2 separate regions of the Mus musculus genome follow, and region 2 is linked to region 1. Evidence: chromatin contacts called from public HiChIP or PLAC-seq data. All regions are on one chromosome and are shown on one strand. Each heading gives the region's core, a stretch centred on a gene start, on an enhancer-like site or on the middle of the called end of the contact. The rest is flanking DNA. Distances are from core to core; before and after follow the strand shown.

The links. HiChIP or PLAC-seq counts read pairs in DNA pulled down with a chosen protein or histone mark.
Region 2: a contact with region 1 is called in an H3K4me3 HiChIP or PLAC-seq map of pro-B cells, with 4 times the contacts expected there. The contact joins two enhancer-like sites. A contact is called at or near these places in 5 of 484 Hi-C or Micro-C datasets (the Ba/F3 cell line, the N1E-115 cell line, embryonic stem cells and 2 more) and 3 of 115 datasets of contacts at active chromatin or transcription factors (the SCID.adh cell line, large pre-B cells and pro-B cells).

The regions. Positions count from the first base shown.
Region 1 is chr7:75,583,459-75,588,900 of GRCm38.p6, forward strand. Akap13 (A kinase (PRKA) anchor protein 13) reads left to right here. Exons shown (of 37, transcript NM_029332.1): 5 at 2,699-2,882. Among named protein-coding and RNA genes, the nearest start is that of Akap13, 130 kb to the left of the region's middle. Within about 2 kb of position 2,808, at least 178 of the 459 cell types and tissues checked have an H3K27ac peak or open chromatin away from gene starts, as enhancers often do. A contact at or near this core is called in the Ba/F3 cell line and pro-B cells, where this site is marked.
Region 2 is chr7:75,825,806-75,831,736 of GRCm38.p6, forward strand. The region is part of intron 1 of Gm51489 (a long non-coding RNA gene); the gene reads left to right. Among named protein-coding and RNA genes, the nearest start is that of Gm51489, 6.2 kb to the left of the region's middle. Within about 2 kb of position 2,281, at least 36 of the 459 cell types and tissues checked have an H3K27ac peak or open chromatin away from gene starts, as enhancers often do. A contact at or near this core is called in the Ba/F3 cell line and pro-B cells, where this site is marked.

The DNA.
Region 1 (5,442 bases), core at 1,558-4,057:
AAGTGTGGATGGTTATTTAACCAATCTGAGATATAAATACGAAGTGGTTTTACTCAAAAATAAAATGGAACACCACATGACAGCTGTATTGTAAATCTCAGAAAAGATGAAAGTAGCCTTATGTAGCATTTCACTTATATGAACTTTTCAAATAGGCAAAAAGCATGAAAAACTCAAAGTAGTGGTTGGCTTTAGTAATGAAGCCCTGACCAGAAAAGGGCATAAAGGAACTTTGTGTGATGTTCATAATGTTCTACATTTTGATGGGAGTTTGACAATCCAGGTGTCAAATGGGCTAGAGGTGGTGGTACTTGCCTTTAATCCCAGCACACGACAAGCAGAAGCAGCCAGATCTCTCTGAGTTTCAAGGCCAGACTGGTCTTTATAGCGAGTTCTAGGACAGGCAGAACTACATAGTGAGACCTTGTCTCAAAAGAGTATCAAATGTTATACTTGTATTTTCCTGTATCTTAGTCATTTAATTCCCATATTGAATTCTAGTTGATGGTACCCATCAAGTTAGTCTGGTGTCTTCAGCTCCCTTTGAATGAGTAAATACTTGAAGAATAAATACTTGATAAAGCAAATACATTGATAGAATATTTATTGTAGGACATAAGTTGTTGAATATCTGATGAATGCATTGTTCTTCCAAATTACATGTGCTTTAAATGCTAATAGAAGATGGGGAGTGGGGCTGAAAGCAGCCGCATTGGGCTTTGGGCTTTATGGTAACTCGCCTTATGGTGACTCAGAACAAAGGAACTTAAAAGAGTAGAGGCTGGAAAGGAAGCTACTTTAAGGACATAATACCTGATAAGGCTGGACTTAACCAGCTCTGGAAAAAACATACCCACATATTTCCTGGTCTGTAAGTGCTTAGCACTTTGGTGTTTTGATAAGGTTGTCAGGATGTTTGTGAGAGGCATAAAGCACAAGTCAGAAGTATTTAATACTGATGAGAGTTTTTTCTGCCTTTTCTCTAAGTCTTGCCACTTCTTCAGAGGCTATATTTATTAAAGCTTTATGATTGGAAACATAATTATTTCTTCAAGGACATTATTTTCTCTGGTTTCTTGTGGGAGTAAGGTTTAGTTCTTAAGAATCCTGAGAATCAAACCCAGCCCCCATGTTTGCTCAGCAAGTGTTCTGTTCTTGAGCAGTCCCCTGCACCCCTGCCCCATCCCTGAAGCATTGATTTTAGTCTCCATTTGTGCTTGAACACATAGCAAATCTTGAGTTGATCCATGCATAAATAGGATTTGGGAGAGAAACATGAAAGACCATTTGCTTTTAATGAAATTTATATTGGTCACAGGCAAGTGACATTAGGAAACAGTGAGTTCGGGACTGGATAAATATCTCCGTGATTAAGAACTGGTAGAGGACCTGCGTTCAGTTCCCAACACTCAAGTCAAGGTGCTCACAGCTCCCTGGAACTCCAGCTCCCTCTTCTCTCAGATACTGCACTGTCGTGAAAAGTCCCCCAGCCCCAAAGAAATGAAATCTCTTTTTAAAAATTATTTTTAAAAAATGCACCTCATTGTTCACTCCTGTTGTGATATTCACATATAGAAGAATCTGACAAAAGGAAAACACTAGGTTCATCCAAGAAGTCTAGAATGCTTTGGCCCTAGGACCTGCCCTCACACAAGACAATGAGCTAGGAAAAGGGTGTTGCTAGTGAAGTTAGCATGTACTTCGAAGCCCAAGAACAGGGCCAGAGGCAGAGAAAGGGTGAAGGACCCTACAGCCAGGCGTTAGTCTAGCATTTCACCTACCCTTCTCTGTTACAGCAGCTCTCAGTGAGGGGATGGTGGCTTGCTCACGGGAATATGAAAGTGAAGCTCTGAGAAGCAAGTGAGCCATGCCTAGTCACTTCTATGATTAAGGCCAGGCCTGGACCCACTTTTGCCTGATCTGAAGCCCTTTCTTGTCCTACCCACACTCTTAGTGACCCAGTATGCCAAGAAGGATCCCTCATTTCTAGTGAACTCAGCCCAAGCACTTGTTTTCTCGCCGAAAGTTATTAGTGTAGTCTTACAGTTCATCCCATTGTACCTGAAGATTCATTTCGTTTTCTCATTAAGCAAACACAAGGTTGGTAGTGCCAGAAATTCGATATGCCCTTAGTGTGAGGGACTAAAGACCTGTATGTACTTAACAAGTCTAACCTGTTTGTAGTGTTTAACTAGCCAATTCCTGTCTGAGCGTTCTTTAAAAAGTAATTATACCCTTCAGATTATACCCATTTGAGTCCTGAAAACTGTTCACCTTAGATCCAAGGAACTGCATTTACTTCTATTATTGTTGTCGTTTTTTTGTTTTTGTTTTGTTTTTGGTTTTGTTTGTTTGTTTGTTTGTTTGTTTTTTAATGGAAGGAGCATAGTGGGGACACCTGTATTAACCTCTCTGAAAAAGCACAGCTATGGCTTGGTTCTCTATGTGCGTATTTGTCTGCTGTTGAAGATTTTGTGTCACAATTTTTTTCTAGCTTTATTTTTGCCTTTACTTGAAAGGCGATTTTTACCTGGAATAAAGTTGTTGGCTGCATGTTACAGATGACCTTCACGGTGCTAGATACTTGAAGGCAACAGTGTGTCTGCCTAGACTGGTCTTCTATTGCCAGTGGGGTTTGGCTCTTTGTTGGTGGTGGTTGTTACAGGCTTTAATTTTCATGCTCTTCCCCCGTTCACAGACGGTGGCCCTCGGGAAACCCTGATGCACTTTGCTGTGCGGCTGGGACTGCTGCGGTTGACATGGTTCCTGTTACAGAAGCCAGGTGGCCGTGGAGCTCTCAGCATCCACAACAAGGAAGGGGCAACGCCTGTGAGCCTGGCACTGGAGCGAGGTTATCACGAACTTCACCAGCTTCTGACTGAGTGAGTGTCTCTTCCCGGTCCCCTCTTGTCAGTCTCCACCCCACATTTCAGAGCAGTACAGCCCACTGGCTCTGCACCTCGCCTGTGCTGCAGGAGGGCTGGAAGCTTGCTCCTGCCAACTGCTTCGTTGTAGGAGCCCCGCGTGAGTCATGTTACCACTTTTCTTTCTCTTGTCTCTGTTTTCACTGCTTCTTGCCACTGTCTTTTATTGAGAACGCAATGGCATCTTGTCCGTGGAGGTAGTGTAATGTTACTAATGTATAGATTATATGACCGAGTAGAGGAAGAAACAAGTTTTCCTGTGATACGTTTTGTTTTTTTCCTGTAATGTCTTCAGGACATGAACAAGATAATTAGAAGTTAATAGTTAGGTATTGTAATTGTATATAAAATATGGTAAAAGTTGAATTTTGGTTTGAATGCGATTTCTGTGCATAAAGTTAAGAGAAGTAGTTTCTTATGAGTACAGTTAAAAGCAGTTACATTGTTGTAGAAGTATGCAGTAGGAAATCCTGTTTGTCTTTGGGGTCAGTTCTGTGTTTCTTTAAAGCCTCCTGTGGAGGAAGACTACTAGTCAAAACATTGAAGAATGTGTTTTTCCTTTATAAATAAAGGAATAAATGCTTGACAGTAGCCAATGCTTCTTCGTTGGAATATTTTCTTGCTTAGTATATTTTTACTAGTTTTATGATCATGATTTTTCTATCATGTGAGCCAAAACTGTATTGGTTCCCTGTTTCTCCTATTGAGGGATCCTTGTAAACTCAGGCAGTATTTCCAGAGTCCCACATATTATCCTTTGCTTGAGTCAAACTTCATGTAGTTGGATATCCATGTCATTGTTAATCACATGTGAACAAGGTAATCAGGAAGGACCAGGACGAGGACTCTAGAATTTAAGACAGCTTACAGTTATATAAGCGGAACTCTTTTTGTTGTTGTTGTTGCTCCTGTTGTTTGTTGCACTTGCTGGGCTTATAGCTTTCCCAGTCAAGCCAGGCAGAAACGTCGTTGCAGACAGCTTTGCAATGAGAGGTGCTGAGATGCAACAGTGGAAAGAAGGGCACTCTTCATCTTGGATGAGCTTTGGACACCTGAGCTCTCACATTCCAGAATGTAGTCTATTCTGTTCCTCCATGCTTACCTTCTGGCCTGTGATCAGTTTCATTCTGTGGTTTGCCTCATGGTTTCAGAGAGGGCTGCATTGTTCTAAAAATTAAAACAATTAACTCAGAACAGCTATTACTATTTTCAAAGGCAGTTCCTCCGGATTTGATGTTACAGCTGGGTGTTTGCTGGGAAGTGGAGCTTGTTATGGACTGCCGTCCAAATGGGGAAATAAGGTGGTTGCAACAGCTTCATTATATGTTTAGACCTGGGTGTCACAAGATGGTTATTGTAGCATGATTTGAAATTTGGGATATAATTATTCTTGGAGATTTTTACTTTAAAACTGAAGGTCACTAATGATTCATCTTACAGGGGAAGGTGAGGGGAAGTCCAGCCGAGAGATGAAGTAGAGGATGGTGTTGAGAGCATGCGCGCTTACTGCAGGTGCCTCTGCCTTAGTGAATTCCTCTGGGTAGTCACTGGTTTAAAGCCAAGGAAAGTGCTGAGTCACAGCTGCCCAGAGAAAAAGTAGATGTGGTTCTCCTTATTCTCTGTCGTAGTTGAATACCAGTAGGCTTTGCTAGAATTTAGCCATGATGGTAGGTCGGGAGAAATCATTTTTTTCTCTGTGTTGTGGGACTCATTCTGTCTGTCTGTCTGTCTGTCTGTCTGTCTGTCAATCTGTCTCTGTGTCTCTCTTGTATTGTACTCTTTTGGCCAAATTTGGTTACATAACTCACAGTGTTATATAACTATCACTACTATCGATTTCTAGAACCTACCATGAACTCACATAGGAACCCTGTACCCATGAAACACTAGCTCTGTATTCACTCTGTCCCCACCCCCTGGTAACCTCTGTTCTTCTTTCTTTCTCCAAGAATCCCCATTCTGAATACCTCACATAAGCAGAAGGTAGAACATTTATCCTTCCACACCTAGTTTCTTTAATATCATGTAATATCCTTAAGATTCAACTGTCAGGTGAGCATGGTAGCACACAAATTGAATTCCAGCACTTGGGAGGCAGTGGATCTCTATGAGTTTGAGGCACCCTGGTCTATATAGGTTGCTCTAGAATAGCCAGGGCTATGTAGAGAGACCCTAGCTCAAAACCAAAAATGATTCAGCTGTGTTATCAGAATAATGTTATATATTTTAAGATTCCAAAAGAGATTTAAATGTTCTCATAATGGATAAGATGATGGGTATGTTAAGGGGGTTGATTTATACTGTATATACCTGTCAAAATAATCACACCATAAGTATGCAGGGTTGTTTTTTTGTTTTGTTTTGTTTTTAATGTCAGTTTTTTAAAGGCCCAAATAAAGTTAAAAGGCAGAAGAGAAGTAACCTGAATTTTGGTCAACAGATGAATAAACAAAGTGTGTACATTAGAGAGGAATCAGGCAAATTAACTGGACTATGGTAAGAGGTGGTAAGTCTGAAA
Region 2 (5,931 bases), core at 1,031-3,530, 240 kb after region 1:
AATAGCAGACGGTGCTCTTACCCTCTGAGCCATCTCACCAGCCCCTTTTTAGCTTTTCTTACCTTTAGGGATTTTGTTGTTTTATATATGTCTGGTTGTTGGTGGATTTAATAAAGTCAAAGCTTCAAAAATATGTCATGGGCTGATGAGATGGCTCAGCGGTTAAGAGTACTGACTTCTCTTCCAGAGGTCCTGAGGTCAAATCAGCTACAGTATACTTAACATATAATAATAAATAAATCTTCGGGCTGGAACGAGTGGGGACGAAGTGAGCAGAGGTCCTGAGTTCAATTCCCAGCAACCACATGATGGCTCACAACCATCTGTACAGCTACTCATATACATAAAATAAATAAATCAGTCTTAAAAAAAAGTATGTCAGTCCAGCACTCAAGAGGTGGAAGCAAGAAGATCAGATATATCACATTTAGGTTTGGCTGGGCAGTGGTGGCGCACGCCTTTAATCCCAGCACTTGGGAGGCAGAGGCAGGCGGATTTCTGAGTTCGAGCCCAGCCTGGTCTACAGAGTGTGTTCCAGGATAGCCAGGGCTACACAGAGAATTCCTGTCTCAAAAACAAAACAAAAAACAAAACAACAAACAAACAAAAACCTAAACAACCCCCAACCCCCAAATCAGAAAACAGGTATCTAAATTGTTATGCCCAGTTCATGAGAATCTCAGGAGACTGCCAGGAATTGCAAGTCCAAGAGAGAGTCTTTAGTATATGAGTCTGACCCAGATTGCAAGCCTTTCCTGGTTAGGAGTGTGATGATCCAGTCTAGGGGCTTGAGAAGCTTGATAAACACACACACACACACACACACACACACACACACACACACACACAACATACACACACACACACACACACACACACACACCGTACACACACACCATACACACACACACACACACACACACACACACACACACACACACACACACACATATATGTATGCATAAGCTGGGATTATCAAGCTTTGGTGTTACATGACATGATTGGGGAGGCGGTGAAGGAATGCTATCTTTCAAACCTGATAACATTTGTTTAGACAGCAGGGTGGACTGCGCAGCTGGACAGGGGCCTTCCTGACCTGGGAAAAAGAAACTCACTCCATTATCAGAGGCTGGTGCATTTTTGCAAACTGGTCTCAGCTGTCTGGGAACACTTAATTGCCTCTTTCTCATAGTCCAAGAGTGGGCTTTTTATCACTTCAAGGATATTGGCTCCTGCTTCCTTCAAGGGCAGGAGCCATCTGTACCACAGAAATGCTGATTTTTACTCACGGGAGGGAAGGGGGTGCTGTCATGAAAGAGGGATTGTAATATTCGGGGACCAGGCCGTGCTCCCATTTGTCGGCCCTCTCCAAGGGCCCGAGGCATCTATGCTGGGAAAAAGGTGTGTTTGTGTGTGTGTGTGTGTGTGTGTGTGTGTGTGTGTTTGTGTGGAGGGGAAGTAGTGCTAACTGCTCTGTCTCCATGCAGGGACAGGAGAGTACTGGATTTCATGAGCAGAAATGGGTGTATGTGTGTGTCTCTGTGTCTCTTTAAAATCAAATAACGTGTCCCAATTTGCAATCATAAATTCTTATCAATTTTCAAAATTAAAATAAAATTGAACATTAATCCTCTTACAAGTCAAGAACCTAGTGTGGTCCAGTAAATAGAATACTAACAACAAGAACAAGAAGAGGCAAGCCAAGGATGACTCAGCAGGTCAAGGCACCTGCCACCAAGTCAGATAAGCTGAGGTTCAAGGCCAGGATTCCCTTGGTAGAAGGAGAGAACCAGTTCCCTCAAGTTGTCCTCTATCTTCTACATATGTTTGTGACTCATGCACAATGATACTTAGTAACATTTAAAAACAAAGGGGGGGGGGGCAGGGCTGGAGAGATGCCTTAGCAGTTAAGAGCACTGGCTGCTCTTCCAGAGGTCCTGAGTTCAATTTCAAACAACCACGTGGTGGCTCACAACCATCTGTCCTGGGATCTGATGCCCTCTTCTGGTGTGTCTGAAGATAGTTACAGTGTACTCATATACATAAAATAAATGAACAAAACCAAACCAATCCACTTGTCTTAGAACCTAAAGTAACTTCTAAATGACTCGGATCCTCCGCACCTCAAAATTCAAGAGGAGAGGCCATGCGTGCACGGTCCAGAGCAGCCTGCAGGAGAAAATGGTATCTGTTCTCACCCGCTGTTCTGCAGTATCTCAGCAGCTCTCTCATGGACTTTGTGCCCTCCAGGATCAAAATGGTAAAAGGCTGCTACTTCCTGTTCCCCCGCCAGAGGGCAGTGAATGAAGAGAAACCGTAAGCCATGGAGCCCTTAGTGAAGAGAGTGCCTGGTAAAATGGCTCAACGGGGAAAGGTGCTCACCTCGCAAGCTGAGTGAACGGGCCTCCATCCCTGGAACTCACAGAAAGAGGGAAAGCAAGCAAGCAAGCAAGCAAGCAAGCAAGCAAGCAAGCAAGCAAGCAAGAACCCCCGCAGAGTTTCCTCTCATCTCTGCACGCACACCATGGGATGAGTGCCCACACATGAGGGAATCATGCACACACAGAGAACAATGTTTGGTTAATTAATAATTTAAAGTAGTTTCTTCACTGAAATTAAGACTCAGATTTTGGCAGTGTTTTGCAAGGTATGGAGCCTGGAAGAGAGACAGCTGTGAAGGACAGTCCCAACAAAGAGCATGATGTTCACCAGGACATGCTAGAAAGATGTCAGGCCCGGCTCAGAAATGCTTGGTACAAAATGGAGAGTGATTCGAAGTAGAAACTGTTAAAAAAAATGGTTTTCCTTTTTTTGTTTTGTTTTGTTTTTTCAAGACAGGGTTTCTCTGTGTAGCCCTGGTTGTCCTGGAACTCACCAGGCTGGCCTTGAACTCTGAAATCCTCCTGCCTTTGCCTCCCAAGTCCTGGGATTAAAGGCGTGCGTCACCACTGGCTGGCAAAATATTTTCAATAAGTAGAAAGAGCGTCCTCTGGCCACTTTCCCTCACTACACACAGACCTGAGGAAGTCACTTCTCTGGGCAAGCAGCTGAATAACATGACTCTTTTGAGCAGTGGTGGCTCAAACATTTTTTTTTTTAAGATTTATTTATTTATTATATGTAAGTACACTGTAGCTGTCTTCAAACACTCCAGAAGAGGGAGTCAGATCTCGTTACGGATGGTTGTGAGCCACCATGTGGTTGCTGGGATTTGAACTCCGGACCAGCAGTCGGGTGCTCTTACCCGCTGAGCCATCTCTCGAGCCCCATGGTTCAAATTTTTAATCTCAGCACTTGGGAGGCAGAGGCAGGCGGATCTCTGAGTTTGAGGTCAGCCTGGTCTATAGCGTGAGTTCCAGGACAGCCAAGGCTACACAGAACCCAGTCTCGAAAAATAAAAACAAACAAACGGTAGAGAATTGTTGGTGTGATAAAGGAAAATAGAAAGCAAGAACCATCTGTGTGTTCTTCACAAGAAACACTCCTTATATGTAAAGACAAGTGGAAATCAGTGGGTGGGAGGGCTTGAAGGAGTAGCTCAGGGTAGAGGGCTTTCCTAGCAAGAGCAATATGGGCTTAATTCTCAGTGTTTCTGGGAAGGAAGAAAGGAGTGGGGAAGGGAAAAAAGAGGAATGGAGGGAGAGCAAATGATCAAATGGATAGAATAGCTAGGTTTTGTGGCATATGCCTACAGTCCCAACTACCAGGGAGGCTGAGGTAGGAAGACCACTTGAGCCCATCAAGTTAAAGACCAAACTAGGAGAGATGGTGAAATCCCACATTAGAAAAGGAGAAAGCTGGCTGGGCGTGGTGGCACACACCTTTAATCCCAGCACTCGGGAGGCAGAGGCAGGCGGATTTCTGAGTTCAAGGCCAGCCTGGTCAACAGAGTGAGTTCCAGGACAGCCAGGGGTATACAGAGAAGCCCTGTCCCGAAAAACAAAAAAACCCAAACAAACAAAAAAAAAAAAAACAAAAAAAAAAAAAAAAAAAAAGAAAGAAAGAAAAGGAGAAAGCCGGGCTGGAGATGGCTCAGCGATTAAGAGCAGTCAGGTGCTGAGTTCAAATCCCAGCAACCACATGGTGGCTCACAACCATCTGTAATGAGATCGGATGCCCTCTTCTGGTGTGTCTGAAGACAGCTACAGTGTACTTATATACAGTACATAAAGTAAATAAATAAATCCTTAAAAAAAGAGAAGAGAAGAGAAGAGAAGAGAAGAGAAGAGAAGAGAAGAGAAAAGAAAAGAAAAGAAAAGAAAAGAAAAGAAAAGAAGAAAGCCCAGCGTGGTGGCCCATGCCATTAATCACAGCACTTGGAAGTCAGAGGCAGGTGGATCAATGAAGATGAGCCTGGTTTATAGAGTGAGTTCCAGGACAGACAAGGCTACACAGAGAAACCCTGTCTTGAAAAGCTCTAGAACTAGAGGGGTGGGTCAATTCAAATGGCAAAAGATTTATTTATTTATATGTAAGTACACTGTAGCTATTCTCAGAAACCCCAGAAGAGGGCATCAGATCTCATAATAGACGGTTGTGAGCCACCATGTGGTTGCTAGGGTTTGAACTCTGGAAGAGCAGTCAGTGCTCTTAACCTCTGAGCCATCTCTCCAGCCCTGCATTTGTCATTTTTAATGTGTATTTGGAGATGGCAGCAGTTTCCCTGAACCCACTGGTTTTTCAGGCGTCCCACAACTTGAAAGAACTGTGTCCATCATCCTTATCATTGGACAACCAGCATCCAAGTACCACATCTATCACTGAAAATGTGCCTGGCTTCCCACATGCCACTTATCTCAATGAACCACATGCCAATGAACAGTATCGCAGTCACACATATACACACACTCCTTACTAGTAATGAGATCCTTAAATTTTCAACTTGTAAATAACGTTCAAAATCTGTTTTTAAACTTCATATTTACGGTCAGTAGGTCAGCCTGGTCTACAGAGTGAATTCCAGAATAGACAGGGCTACCCAGAGAAACTTTATCTTGAAAAACTAGAGCCAGAGGCAGTAGTGGGGTGGGAGAGTGCTACTAGGGCTCAACAAAATAGTCAAAGGAGTACATTGATCTGGGATTCCCAGACAGCCAAGCCCCAAACAATCCCAAAGCACTCCAGGGATTCACAGCAGGGGAGGAAGTCAGGGAGGCGAGCCCCTGTGAGGCACTGCCAGCTTCTAGCTCAGAAGTAGAGAAGAAGAAAAAAAGTCTGGTTTTTGTCTACACTGATCCAAGCTGACTGAGGGCTTGCACTTATGGGAACACTCACTGGGGATCTGGGGATTCCTGAGTATTGACTCAGAACTGACAGGTTAACCCCTCTAGGTGTGAAGGAAGAATCACCCAGCAGGAAAGAAAGGTAACACACTCCTGGACAGTGCTTGGACCCTATACAAAAAGGCTACCAATAGTCTGAGCTAGAGCAACATGGCAGAGGGAGGCAGAAAACCCAAAGTAAAGCCGAGGAGGGGTCAGCACAGCCTGCTACGGAGCTATAACGAGTGGTCCGATTAGATCCAAAGTATTGAGAGTCTTCCCCACGCCCCCAAACCAGGAAAAAGATGGGTTTCCTGTGAGGACCACACTGTTACCCATGAAAAATGGCCATGAGAACTGGAAGGAAGGAATAAAGCGGTAACCATGGAGATGATGGTTGTGTTAACTATTAAAATTAAATAGGTCAATTTGTCAGAGACACCCAAAATTATATTTCTAGAGTAGAGCAACAACGTAATAGAAAATGAGAATGTAAAATGACTGCTATTTTATAACAGCATCGAATGTTTCCAAACTCATGAACCCATCAATGTTCATTGAGCAGCTTAACACTGAGTATTTAAAAAGCAAAACCACGGCCGGGCGAGGTGGTGCACGCGGATTTCTGAGTTCGAGGCCAGCCTGGTCTACAAAGTGAGTTCCAGGAAAG